Linked DNA regions of Bombyx mori: region 2 is linked to region 1. A link is a contact called in public Hi-C data. All regions are on one chromosome and are shown on one strand. Each heading gives the region's core, a stretch centred on a gene start, on an enhancer-like site or on the middle of the called end of the contact. The rest is flanking DNA. Distances are from core to core; before and after follow the strand shown. Region 1 overlaps LOC101737831 (myosin-7B). Region 2 holds the start of LOC101737831 (myosin-7B).

The links. Hi-C and Micro-C count contacts between places; a contact is called where the count stands out from the background.
Region 2: a contact with region 1 is called in a Hi-C map of midgut, with 1.9 times the contacts expected there. The contact joins the promoter of LOC101737831 here to the enhancer-like site in region 1. A contact is called at or near these places in 2 of 7 Hi-C or Micro-C datasets (midgut and whole pupa).

What each region holds. Positions count from the first base shown.
Region 1 is chr10:4,222,029-4,229,484 of ASM3026992v2, forward strand. LOC101737831 (myosin-7B) reads right to left here. Exons shown (of 12, transcript XM_038013281.2): 2 at 504-1,612. The coding sequence starts at 1,591. Among protein-coding and RNA genes, the nearest start is that of LOC134199473, 8.6 kb to the right of the region's middle. Within about 2 kb of position 3,568, at least 6 of the 8 cell types and tissues checked have open chromatin away from gene starts, as enhancers often do.
Region 2 is chr10:4,263,998-4,271,453 of ASM3026992v2, forward strand. LOC101737831 (myosin-7B) reads right to left here and starts at 2,572. Exons shown (of 12, transcript XM_038013281.2): 1 at 2,412-2,572. It overlaps LOC101746064, which reads left to right and starts at 3,110. Exons shown (of 7, transcript XM_004930340.5): 1 at 3,110-3,406; 2 at 3,632-3,799; 3 at 4,589-4,740; 4 at 6,079-6,275; 5 at 6,939-7,010; 6 at 7,443-7,456. The coding sequence starts at 3,339.

The DNA.
Region 1 (7,456 bases), core at 2,318-4,817:
CGTGCAACTGTACGTTATGGATTGCTCTGAGGAAGAACTTTCTTTTTTGTTGATTATCGTAATGAGATCTTGCAAATCATAAAGTTATTTGTATCCTCAAACTAAATTAATTAAAAGTTCTTCATTAATTTTTGTGAACACCACAGGAACACACAAATACCAAAAAATGCAAATATCGTAAAATAAAGAAGTGCGCGCGTGCAATCCGCTTGCTATAGCACCCTGTTGACGGGACGCAGCGGGGCGTGGCGGGCCGCATCGCACGGACGCAAATCCGCGTCGCAACAATGCGAGTCGCTGCGGCCCGACACAGTGTGCGATAACTCTTACAAATTGTATTAAGCGATTTGAGCGGATTTTTGCGCTCCGCCCCGACACGCTGCGGCCCGGCATAATGTGCTTGAACCTTTAATCAACTAATGTTATTACTAACTGTACTTAACTATAGTATAGAGACTGAGCGATCCTAAACCAAAAGCTTTACGAGCAAAAATGGAACTTACGTTTCTATATTTGGCACGATGCCCGCGAGCGCCGCTTCAACGTCCGTTCCCAAGAGTACTGTCTGGGAGGTCCTCTCTGCGTATATCCGCACGCGAGTTTTTATGGCACAGCGTGAAGATGCCGACCTGGAAACGGTCGGTCTCCTCGACGTTGGTGGTGTTGTCTCATGTTTAGGTGAACCTTCGGTGTCCGTCTCACGTTTTCTCCGAGGCAAAGTAGCATATTTATCTGAGGTGGACCGAGTTACAGTGTTCTCTGGATTCGGCGTCAGTCGCGGTCCATTGGTTGGCCACCTTTTTTCTTCACATGGAGAGCTAGGGGTGCGACATCGAGCCGATGAGGTTTTGGTTGGCTTTGCGCGCAATGCGGGACTTTCTCTAACAAGATTCGGCAGATCTCCATTAGGTCTGATCCGAGGTTTAGGGGTGAGCGGTCGAGGCTTCTCTGGCAAAGTTGGTTTCTCTCTGCTTCTTGCACGTTCTCTAGTGGCCAAGTTCGGTCCGCGAGGTGCAGTAGCCGGTCGTGGCGTGGATGAACCGATAGGTGAACTTCGTTTCGGATCGGGAACGTTTACATTTACTCGTCGACGAGGTAGGGGAGGTGCGCCCGCCAACGAGGAGCTCTCAGAGCCGCAGCCCGAACCACACGACACGACACTAGAAGCGCACGATCTGGATCCTCCACCACTGCTGAGTGCGCGGCCGCAACCTTCAACACCGCTATCGCTGCCCGCAGCACCGAGCGCCAGTTCGTCTCCTGCCGGCAAGCTATCGAGATCTCCAAGTGATCTCGCATCTTCATTCGTTTCACACGCGTCTTGCTCCCCTAACGACTGCTTAAAAATAGTTAAAGGTTCTTGTTCTACAGTATCCACGACCACGCCGCTTTCGTCCTTGTTCGGATCGGTATCTTCTTTAATTTCACTTTCTTCATCTTTGATAGAACTTATATTTTCAGGATTTACGGAGATATCAGTTTCGGTTTTCGATTCGTCGAGTTGTTGTTGTTGTTGTTCAGAAATTTCACTGTTTTGAGTGACTCCCGCTGGGGATACGGTATCTTCTACACAAGTAGTACCTTCTTCCATGTCGAGTGTAAATTACATGTTCTGAAAAAAATTAAAGTTATTATGACTTTGAGAATCAAACGTATTAGAACAGAGCAGAGTAATCGGTTTAATGCAAATTTATAATAGTTTTATAAGTTGATGTTGTTGATGATGTTGAGTTGATGAGTTACAACGGGACTGCCGTTATAACTCCGATAGGTTCTCCAACCGCGACTATTTTCGACTATCAAACCCGGAAAAAAATTAATTTGGGTAATTGCTGTTGGCAGGGCTATTTCAATATTTAATCGAACCACCACCGCCCATCAAACAAATAAATAAAAAAAGAAACGCAGACAAACAAGGTACAGCAGTCTTTTGGTCAGTTTTCTTTACCGCTGACTATCTATCAGGTTTGGCAGTCAAAATAGCAGTAATTTAATAGCCTCTTGTATGAAGCCCATGTAACTTTAAATTTGTAATACCTACATAACATTGTAATTAAGTCTATAATGATACCCCCAAAACATATCAACCTAATAATGGATATAATGCAGGTCATGCAAAAATGGACAAATTAGGCCCTATCCCATATAAGCAAGATTCACAAAGATCCACTGTCGCCCAAATCTATTCTTCATATTATTTCATATTATTCAACCATATATTTTCCAAGATCTGAATTAGAACGAAGAAGGGATAATTCCGTAGTGGCAAAACTGTCTAGAATTAATTTCAATGAGATCCGGACTATTTCAATGAGTTCTACGTATTTTTCTAGAAGGTATGTTTACTGTACGGACGACGCAATCAACGATATAAACGAATATTGCGAGTGTGTACTAGACAGTAAAGTTCACGGTTACGACACAGGTTTACGGCTTCATTTGTGTCGACATCACTTCGAACATAAAGCTTGCTTCGTTCTACGTGCACGACGTATGTACAAGGTATTCTACAACATAAAAGCGGTTCGCAAACAGTACATGCTCGATTTACATTAAAATATCCAAACAGAATTACAAGTAGAGAAACGAGTGACAACGGAAAAAACCTATGCACGCCGCATTATGGAGTTTGTCTGTAGAATGCAGCGTTAAACACGCTGTAGTTCTCATGGATCGGAGGCCATTCGACGCTGTCTGTTTCGAAAATGATGAATACGAATATCTCTGTACTATCGATATTTTTGAAATGAATACATGAATTTTTATTTTGTATATTTATTTAATTTACTTTAGATTTTGCATCCATATTACATTCATTAGCGGGCTAAAAACAGAATATTAATAATAATACGAAAACCAAAAATGAAAATGAATGTCATAACTGCCTTTACTTAAACGGGCGGAACTCAAAATCGTTCGAGCATCACGAGGGAAAACGTGCATACATAGATTGTGGTATCAGCTATCTATCCACTTAATCACTTTATTGTGCTTTATGAATATAAACGTGCCGCACTCAATAGCCCCAACTTATTCCTATCTCGTCCTCGAAGGTCAAATATTGTTCGAATTTTAATATTCTCGAATATTTTGAGAAATTTCATCGAGTTGAGCGCGCATCAATTGTTACGATGCGCGTCCGCAAGAATATAAATACAAGTAATAAAGTGCAAGTAAGGATTCGAAGGGTCATCGCTCTTTGCGATTTGCTGCAGGGGGCCATTCAATACGGACTATTTAGATAGTGAGGCAAACTGTGAACACCTAGTACGATTACTGCCAATCTAATTTGTCACGGTTGTAGAGCGAGGCTCGCGTCGCGTCGCGTCGCGTCTGTACAAATGCCTCTTTATAAACAGTAAACATATGGTTTATTTTAAACGACATAAAAAGAACAGACACGTGAAGCTTGTTAGTTAATTGAACACGTTGAAAGGCCACGGCGAAGGTCTAAAGTCGAGGCCACATCATCATACTCTTTAAAAATACAAGTTCTTCACATTCTACCCGTAAACTAACGAGCTAGTTGAAGTTGACCACACATAAATCTCTAGAGACGCATTTTTACGTCGAGGAAACAAATGAATAGCTATATCCGCTTTCAATCCAAGTAAATTGTACTACAAACTATCGTATAAAAGTTGTATTCAATATACATTTTTATCAGGGAGTGAAAACAATATGTTTTAAGAGTTTTAAGTTAATTATTATTAGTATTAAGCGATAGGCAGCGGCTTGGCTCTGCCCCTGGCATTGTTGAAGTCCATGGGCGACTGTAACCACTCACCATCAGGTGGGCCGTATGCTCGTATGCCTACAAGGGCAATAAAAAAAAAGTGCAACTTTGGATACGATTGCGCTCGAGACATTGCTGATATTCATGAGCGCCGGTGAACGTTCACAAAGGGTAAAAATAAAAGTATTCATATAATAACGACGCTCTTTATACATCAGAAGATTCCGTGAATCGAAATGCACTTAAGGAACTTTCCCGGGCCCACGAAATCGATTAGAAAGATTTACTTTACATTCTGCAAGTTGATTGCGACACCGAATTAAGTCAAAACACGTTTTGAAAGTTTTAACTTTTAAATTATTACGAATGCGTTCATAAACCGCAACTATCGCATTAATATTTCACGATAAGATAACAACAATTTATGTAGCATCACTCGATACCTATTGGTGAAACAGTCGATGATTACTCAGATATATAATAAAATCGAATATTTTTATAACGAAATGAGTTTTATCATATACCGGGGAAATTTAAGTACTAGCCGCGATAACCTTTACGTCATTGAAATATGTCAAATGTATAAATCATTGTACGTCTTCTTACAGAAAAAAAATCTTGGTTAGGTACATGTGAGTCATGTCGGTCTGGGGACCGGCGAGGGGGGCCTAAGAAGACGACGTGCAAGCTGCTCTGCACGCGTTTTACGCAAGAGCATCCGGGTGATGGAAGGCCGGCTATCCTCGACCCACGCTGGTTCTGGCCCAGCGGGGTATTCCGTAGGGTAACCCACTCTAACCGGCGCCATCTAGGCGGGCTTCGGACAGTTTGCCGACCGAGAGGGCTGGTGGTCGTGGCTCCGACGACCGCCAGTCCGGCGTTCCGAAGGGGAGGGTGATGGGAGAGATGTGCTCCGCACTAAACGCTTCACTTTCCCCCCTTTGCCTTGTCATGAGTTTTGTCTCATGCAGGTTTGGACGTTGGTTGTTGAGCGACAGGTTTTAGTCAGTTCGACTCTGACATACCCCGCCCAGTATCCACAGAAAAGGGCGGAAGTCCGGTGATTTCCTCCTAGAGAAGGTACATGTGAGTGTGTTAACTCCTATGTAAAACATAAATTGTAATATCATAACGCATGCGAGTATTATTAATCTCTATGCAGCTGCCTGCTGCATATAAAATATGGCAAAATACTAAATATTAATTTAATCATAATTAAGCGAACAACGAATTGTCAAGACGCTTTTTAATGAATTAATTCAAAAAAGTTATCGTGATGCAATATCGATACCAAATTTTTATGTTAACAGTTTGTTGTGTGTGTTGCACAGTTTATACAAAATAATTTATGTGAAATTAACTATAAAAAATCAATTAATTGTAATATCTTAAAACTAGTACAAGTTTCATCGTCTACTCTATAACAGTGGTGGGCAAACATTTTCAATTGCGGGCCACAAAGTTTAAGAAATTCTAGAGGAGGTCCAGAATTATAGAAAAAATGCATTTTGTATTAAAGCTTTTTAATAAACAAAATACCTTTTACTTTTACGCCTTGTTAGGCGTGTGAGACGTGAGGCGTGTGATAGATAGGTGAAAAGCATGATTTTTTCCAATAAATAAACTAATACCTGTGACATACTGCCAAAATAATTATAATGATGGTAAGTTAATTATGAGATAGTGAAAGCTCAAATTTGAGCTCCTTTTTAATGAAAACACCCCTGACGAATATTCGTATTGTTTTAATTAAAAAGGAGCTTTCATTAAAAATTTGAAGATTTTCAATTATAAACGTCAGATTTTATTTTACGCGCCAAAATGCTGACTAGAATATTTAGGATGGATGGACTCTCGGCGGGCCGGATTAAATACTTCCGCGGGCCGGAGTTGGCACACGGGCCGTACTTTGCCCATCACTGGTCCATACAGACTTCGCTCAAAAGTGGTCTTGTCTCAAAGAGATCGCTCGCTATGCGTTTTTCATATTATTATGCGTATTGTCTTTATGAAAAATATTACTTTTCCTATTTGATACACCAAAAAGTTTAATAATATTTTAGTATAAGTACCATAGACACGAAACAAACGAAATTACATCTTTTTACATTCATAGACATTTAAGACATTTAACTCTAGTTATAAAATAAGCATAATGTTTTAGTAACTGAACGCTTTCAGTTATTTGGCTTGAATCCATCTGATGGCGTCAGTTCGACGAGTCAGTTAAATTATTATTAACTGGGTTAATGCAGACAAAGCTTATTGTGCATTAAATAAACAATTTAAAGCCGCCCTACGCCGCGATCTCTGTGTGATTGATCGCTATGATAAAATAACCTTTCGTAATTCTGAATCTGCAACGAGAAGGAATGAAATATAATCAATGCGGGTTCTGTTTATCTACAACTCACGAGATCTCAGTTCGCCTGGTATTAAATAAATGTATCTATTAAATGGTTACTGGAACTATTGGACATGAGACGCCACAACGACACCTGGAGCAATGATTCTTAATTGTATCGTAAGTGCCTTTGAAAAATAAATCATTTTCTTGAAAAATGTCAAGAGAACTTCCGCTCATCCGTTTTTTTTTCCTACCTAAGCTGATAGCCTTGAGAGGCTATGTCCGCGTAACCGGGCGAGTAGGTGAGCTGACGTGGCTCAAACCGGGAGTGTTGCTAACACTGGCCCTAGCTAGAGCAGTGCTTCGCAGAATCGACCACCGGATCGGAAACGCGACTCACTGAGAAGATACGGCGAGAAACTCAGTGGGTTGGCGCTCATCCGTAAGCACTTATAAACGTTCTTCGTGCTATGTACATACTCGTATAAGTCGTCCATTTGACTTCTAAAAACTGAAACGATACCTATTCTCAAACTTGTGACATTCTGAATATTTTATACAAACAAAGTGAACAGTCAAATAATTTTCCAATATTGACAACGCAGACATTTCTTGGGAATCACATATTTAGCGGTATCTATATGCTGTTGAAAAATCTCCCCTCCGTTATAATACTCGTTTACTATACAATAACAGCAGTATAGGTAATTTATATTGTATTTATAATATGTATTTTCAAAACCTCAAACCGCATTATTTATCAAATTTTATTTTACATTGAAATATATTTTTAACGTAACAAAAAATGAATACCAGCTTATTGTGCCGAGATCAACATACCGATAAATCATTAAGAGGAAAAACAGTCACAATTAGCTGGCTACATTACATGACTATAAAAATTATAGCTTTTATTCGACCGACTAACGTCATCTCTCAATATAGATTTATCGACGGTTGAACAGTGGTTATACCAAAAAGCAATTCACAATGCAAATATGTGTGGAAAGAGAAGAATAGTTGGATTAGCTTTTTTCTATCGCTTTATAAATTCGCTTATAAATCTTGCATAAATCGCTTACAAGAGCTTTTGAAAGAATTATTTAAATAGATCTTAACCCAAAGTCCTGGGTATTTTGCTAAGAATATGAATTAAAAAGTTTTAAAGCGTACAATACATCTTGGTACTATAAAAACAGACTTAGAAGTTATGTCTCAAAGTGGGTGGCGGCATTTAGGTTGTTGATGTCCACGTGCTTCGGTGACCAGTTTGGACCGTGAGCTCGTCTACTCACGTTTACTACAAAGGTGTACGAAATTTGTAGTATATAAAAGAGTTTGAGGACCACTGGTCAGACGACAAAAATCATCAT
Region 2 (7,456 bases), core at 1,322-3,821, 41 kb after region 1:
GGGCGGGGTATGTCAGAGTCGAACTGACTAAAACCTCCTGTCGCTCAACAACCAACGTCCAAACCTCGCATGAGACAGAACTCATGACAAGGCAGAGGGGGGAAAGTGAAGCGTTTAGTGCGGAGCACATCTCTCCCATCACCCTCACTGGACTGGCGGTCGTCGGCGCCACGACCACCAGCCCAACATAATAATCATAGAACTGGCTAGACAACATAGGGACTATTTTTTTGATATTTCTGAAACTATGCTAAACGTAAAAATGTATTTGCGAGTGGATCCGCATTATAGGTTTGTAGCCAAAAATATAGGATTGTTGCTTATTTAAAAAATATATTTAAAAAAAACAGACAGACAATAGAGAAGGGCAAGAAAGAGCAGTGATTAGAAGTGGTCAGCTGCTTCAATAAGTCTCAGCCACAATCAAAACTACTACTGTTCACAGTATATGTAACACATTGTACACAAGTCAAGTGGTTCCAGGTACTAAGTGCTGAATGTATCATAGATCAATGATATTGATACGCGAGTACTTTTCAACTCAAGGCCAATTCCCACAGATGAGTATTGGTGTTGAAAACTAAATTTCATTTATTTGATAGATTAATGCTATTAAGGGCTTCTACAATAAAGACTGTGACTCCATGTCTGAAAGGGGGTTTAGCAGCCTTGGTGTTGTGATATCTACGGACTCTGGTAAGCAACTAGGCAGTCTTAACAAACACTGAGGCTAGTTAAGTTAATTAATTGTGAGTGTTATTGTAATAGAGTATAACTACATTTTATGGGTATAATTGTTGAGTTTAGAAAAGAGATTAAATTTTCATTCCGCATTTTATGTTTTTAGAAGCATATACATTTTACACATTAACACTGTAATTAATTGCATATTCATTTTGTCTCATATATTTATGCACTATTGTTAATGTTCTATGGCAATTGTGTCATGGATGTAATAAATATTAACAAACAACAATGTCGTTTCTTAATGTTGTATGTAAAATGTCTGATTGTTATTTAATAAACTGTTGCATTTAGAGATTTTTTTTAGATAGTTAAAAGTGTTCTTAATACATTGCTTAAAATAAATAAGAGACACTTGTTTGTTACTAGAAGATAAATTTTAGTGACTATTTTTGATGTAAATAGGCTATTAAGATTTTATTTATTCCATCAACAATGGTATGTCGCAAGAGCTATGCCACTGCTGTTGGTATTGGTCACAAATATACATTAGATGTATTTATTATTTTAATGATATGAAATCTAACTCTTAGGTGAAAGAAATCAACACTTAGGAATATAATAATTTCATTGTTTCAATAATTGTCAATAAATTGTCTATCGAGAATGGGAATACTGCAAATATTACTATACCACCACTACCAGTGCTATGTGAAATACCACATAATATACAATAAAAGCTCTTTATTTATGGTGTATAGATTCCATGAATATGCGCAAATACAGAAACCATAAATATGGAAAAGCGCATTTACAAAGGATATTCAGTTGTATACCTACATATTGGAATCACTCTTATCAACGTTTATGTACTGATTTATTTATTAGATCCACAAATAGAGATAAGAATTGGATTGAATTTTTTAAATTCGCAAATAGTGAAAACAAGAATTAAGGAAGCTAAAATAAAGAACTTTTACTATATATTAAAATGGCAGCAAGTAAATCTAATTTTTGGATTTTTTCCCATACTATATGATTTTTGTAAATGCTAATTTTAGATATTTGCTTAACAAAATTTTAACTAAAATGATACTACTGCCCACATGACTTATGCTCATGAATATCAGTAATTCCAAGGGCACAGTCAAATAAATGCTGAACTGCTGAATGATGAGCTGTAATAATGCAATATTTACCTAATATTGCTTTCAATATTAGGTACTTAGGTACTGCTATTGAACTTAAAAAAATCTCTTCTCATAATTTTAGTAATTATCTTTTTTACATTAAGTAAAGGGTCAATTTACAATTTTCATTTATTGTTAAACATTGTTAAACATTTTTTATTTTGTGTTTTTTTTTTAATTGTTCTTTTTTTTATAAATAGCATTAAAAATAACTAGGTATGATAGTGAGCCTATGTAAATTAGAAAAGTGAGCAAGCCACGAGGATTGCACTGATATCTAAGTCGTGTGAGAAAATACTCATGTTTCCTAATCTAGTTTAATTTGTGTTCTTTCTATTCTTGTAATGCCGGAGGTTTGCAATTAGTATCTATTAAAGTTTTATTCGAATTTCCTCATAAACTAAAGATATATACGCTAAGGTATTTAACTTCACTCAATCAAAACACTAGAAATGTGTTTTTTTGTGACTTTACATCAGTTAGAACATGTAAGTACCTACTGAAGAATTAATTTATGAATTAAATTTAATTACTTACATTCAAATCTTGGACGTGACAGTACTTCTAATTATTTTTCTGTAGAAAATATTATAAAAGCTAAAAACGATACTATTCGCGTTATGTATAACAAAACAATTCAAAAAACACGCGAGCAAACGAACTAAAATAATATTCTTTTTTTCTTATGGCAAGCTATGGCAATTGGTCAAATATTTTTTTAATAAGTTTTATTGGCTTGGAAACAAAGTGTTTTAAGCCAGTGCAATTGGTCATTGTGTCAATTATCTATGAATCTGTCCATTAACAGCTTCGGACTTTTTGGCGGGAAGGCGAGGAGTGAGGCTGTGTGATTTGTTTTATTTTGTCTATTTAGTGTTTCTTCACGTTTAAATATGTAATAAAGGTAGTTTATTAACTGTTTAATATTTGTGAAAGTGCACGAATGTGGAAAATGAAACAAAGCCGTTACTTCTCGGGATTCTCCAAAAAGCCCACTGAAAAAATCTCAGTAAATGACCAACATTTTACTAAGGTTATATTTCATCCAATATCATCTCATCTTATTTCTATTCATTTCATGCCATGTTTTATATTAATCAACTTCATTTCATTTCATAATATCATATTTGATAAAAATAATATATACAAGATAGGGCTGTATGGTATGATACCTTTGCCTTTCAATTCGGAAAAATAAAACTACTATTACTGACTTATGTCAGGATTAATACCACTACATGGAGTTAATAAGTACCTACAACAACTCTATGTACCACTATTATAATGATAAAATATAAATCATACAAGACTTGGCTTCGGCTTTTTTGCAAATTTATTTCAAAAATTATATAGAACAGACAAGGCGTATGGGCTTAGAATCCCCATGCCTTTCTTCATAAGGAATAGTTGTACCAAAAAAAAAAATTGTCTATAGTCAGTTTTAAGCAAAACAACTTTTACGACATGGAACCAGATTCAACAACTTTTGAAATTAAAAATCAATCACATCTTCCGTTCAATACGAACATAAGGTAAGTTTCATTGAATTAAGTTCAGGGTAAATTGTAGTTAGATAATACTTGTTTAGGATTTGATAAAGGCTCTTTAGGTTTGATGTACAAACTCGACAGTCACTTAGATTCTCCTAATAAAATTTCATTCTCTAACGATATTGTATTGTTATTTTACGTTTATGTGATTAAATATATGTACATTAGTAGTATTACTACAGTGAACATAATCATACGATTTTTCAGGAATTTAAAATTATACAACGATTTCACAGAAACCAATGGAACTGCAAGTGCAGAAAGTCAATTAGTAGAGAAACTACAACTGTATGGCTTGATACCAAGATCCCTATCATGTCCGACAAACAAGTCTGATTGCAAGCTTAGTGTAAAAACAGCTAGGGTCATTGATCGGTAAGTTTAACAATAAGTGGCCTAAAGTTATTTTTTGAACCAACAGTCTTTCGTTAGGTCCGCAACTAAGTTGTTGCAGCTTATCAATAGTTTAGCAATGAGTGCTGGTCAATTTTGGTAGATAAAAAACATTTTGAAGCAAACAGAAGTAAACCACTTTGAGACGGATCAGGAGGATCCATTAACGGTGCTTTTAGGTACCTCAAGCACCGGTCACCGTCCTCCCGGAGTAAATTAACCTACAGACACAGCCCACTGAGTTTCTCGCCAGATCTTCTCAGTGGGTTGCATTTCTGATCTGGTCATATATTTTGCGAAGCTCTTACTAGGGTTCGTGTTAACAACAACGTCAGGTTTGAGCCCTGCGAGCTCACCTACTAGGCGAATCTAGAATAACCCCTTGATTATTAGAATAGGTAAAAAAAAGAATTACGCATCATTCACAGGAAGTGTAGCTTTTCTTCATTCATTTAATTGTAGGTATTGCTTTATGAGGATCAGTCGGCTTCAACATTAGGAGTTACTTGCCAAGCCATTTCTAACTTATTGCATGTATTAGAATGATTCAAAATCAAGAAACTTATGTTCTTTACCTGTCTTTGTGATTGAATCCGGTTATTGTAATCCATTATTGTAGTGATTACAATTAGAGATCAAGATTAAGATTATTAAAAAATTAGAGATTAAGATATTAAAATCTTATAATAGTTCTTTATCTATGTTATAACTGAAGACTATCAGTTGTGCCTACAACCTGTGACAAAAATTTCAATTAATGATGTTTTGCAGAGTTCAGTGGTCATGCAAAGGATGTGGAAAAAGGTCACCAATAAGGACAGGATCATTCTTCCATAGGTTACCATGTTCCATACTACAAACCCTCCAAATAATTCTGGCTTGGTCTGAGGATGCTGATTTACAAGTAGCTGCAGAACATTTTGGTAAGTGAGTTGCTTTCAGTTAGTATTAATAAAAAAAAACAAAAAACTTTTTGACCAGTCATGGTTGAACCACTACTTAAAGATCAACTTAGTCATGTTTTTTAGATAGACAATTTATTATTTAATTATAATTATATAACTTAGGTACCTATATAGAAAGATTAGTATATGGATACTAACAAAACTAAATACTGTATGGAGGGTAGCTATCAAGCTAAAGCTAATAATCAAGGTTATTTCGCAAGTCGTTTTGGCTTAAAGGATAAGACGTCCAGTGCATTCGTATCTAGCAATGCATAGGTGTTCAAATCCCGCAGGCGGGTACCAATTTTTCTAATGAAATACGTACTTAACAAATGTTTATGATTGACTTCCATGGTGAAGGAATAACATTGTGTAATACAAATCAAACACGCAAAATTATAATTTGTTTAATTACTGGTAGTAAGACCTCTTGTGAATCCGCACGGGTAGGTACCACCACCCTGCCTATTTCTGCCGTGAACCAGTATTGCGTTTCGGTTTGAAGGGTAGCGCAGCCGTTGTAACTATACTGAGACTTTAGAACTTATATGTCAAGGTGGCTGGCGCATTTACGTTGTAGATGTCTATGAGCTACGGTAACCACTTAACACCAGGTGGGCTGTGAGCTCGTCCACCCATCTAAGCAATAAATCATTAAAATAAAATAAATGATTTATAAACTGTTTAAAGCAATTGGTGGTAAGGTGTCTTGTGAGCCCATACAGGTAGATACCACAACTCTGCCTATTTCTGCCGTGAAGCAGTAATGCATTTAGTGTTTGAACATGGCCAGCTGCTGTACTGTACACACAACAACAACAGACATGGGACTTCTGTCTCAAGGTGGGTGGTGGCATTTATGTTGTTAATGTCTGTGGTCTCTGGTATCCACTTCACACCCGGTGGGCCGTGAGCTTTTCCGCCCATGAAAATAAAAAACTAATTCTACCCTCCGAAGTCTTTGTCAAATAAAGTGGCACAGCACGAATACGTGTTTTTCGATAAAATAAAATACAAATTTTAATACTTTTCATGTAATAAATATTACACTTCCCAAAATTAACATTTTCTAAATTGTTTTACATGCACTCGCCCTGATAATATGGTAAGTAATCTAAATGAAAATGAGAAGACTTGTTTTAATGTATTTATAAATTTTTCTATTTATTTACAGTTAATGATGGTATAGCTTAGTAATTCTTTCGAATCTTAGCTGAATGCTAAGTCTGCTCAGTATTACTACACAGATATTGAAACATTAGTGTTTTTTCTCAGTACCTACCATCTAAAGAAGCTGATAATTATTCATTGCAGGTGTAAAGCAGAAGGTGGCACGACAAATCTTTGATAAACTAGATGATCTGGTGATAAAGGAACATAAAAAATGTCTGCTAGGAGGCGAGAATAGAGTTATTTTGACTGAATTATATCCGGACTGTGTGAACAGACTCTCGCCGGATACAACAGATCAACCTCACTTGCACAGAATACTCATGTTAGCTGATACTAAAGTAAGTTTTTTTAGAAGCTACATAATATGTTATAGATTATTCTAATGCACAGGTAATTTGCTAAAAAGCATTGATACCCTAGCATTGAAAAAACTCGGCCTATGCTCATCAATAACCGAAGCAAGTAAATAAATAAGATGTTTTTTGTAAATCAATTTCTTGAAAATGTCTATTTGGTATTATATATATCCATTGTGCTTGCAGCATGTGAGCAACCCGTCATAATAGCTGGTGGTCAACTGCCTCGTCCACCACCATAATACAGTCTGGATTTTTATTTATTATAAATAAACACGTACCTAACTTGTGTTAACAAAGGGCTTCAGTACAGTAAAAATTCTTTCATTCTTCATTTTGTGTAACAAAATTCACAGTCAGCAGGTGTAATATGCACATGCAGTGTGCATTGCACACATAGTTTCATTATCTTTTCTAATTCTGCCACTTGACAGTTGTGTCATTCTGATTTCAACGGTGATACAAGTGTTAAATATTAATATAATACAATGGAGACTTAAACCATGTGTCTCATACAGAATGTGAGCGGTGACCTTCTTGCGGTAGCAATGTCTATCTAATGCCTCTGAAAGCAGCTTGACATTTAATTAATTGTGATATAACATCTTATAATAATAAATAAATATACACATTTATATTTTTCAGTTAATTCCCACTGACTACAGATTGCATGTGCTTAGAGATGATGCCAAAAAAGGGTTCAATTTAGATGATCAAGTAAGTACTTCACATTTATTTGCTTACACATGCTTTCTATAATGTATAACAAATATGGAGTGTTGGCATTCAGATTGTGAACTCCTGTTGACTGTCCAACAGGTGCTGGAGTCTATCTTCTAAAAATCCAAATTTTGTTTCTTCAAGTAAATGTTAAACTTTATACTTTCATAAGCATGTGCCAAAAATAACTAATACGACTTCCGATGATATGTGAACGACGTGTATAATTAAGTTAAATAAAATCTAAAGTATTGATAAATTTGCTTAATAACCGCGATATCTTTTGCACTATATATCTGAGCTCTCAGCCCCGTATCTCAAGGAGTTAGTGACGTCATTGGGCTCTGGTAGCCGGTCGCCACTGTGAGAACGCCGACTTTAGCTAAGCCGCTAAAACATCCAGAGTAATACCAATTTGTTGCAATGCAGGCCCTGACAGCAGA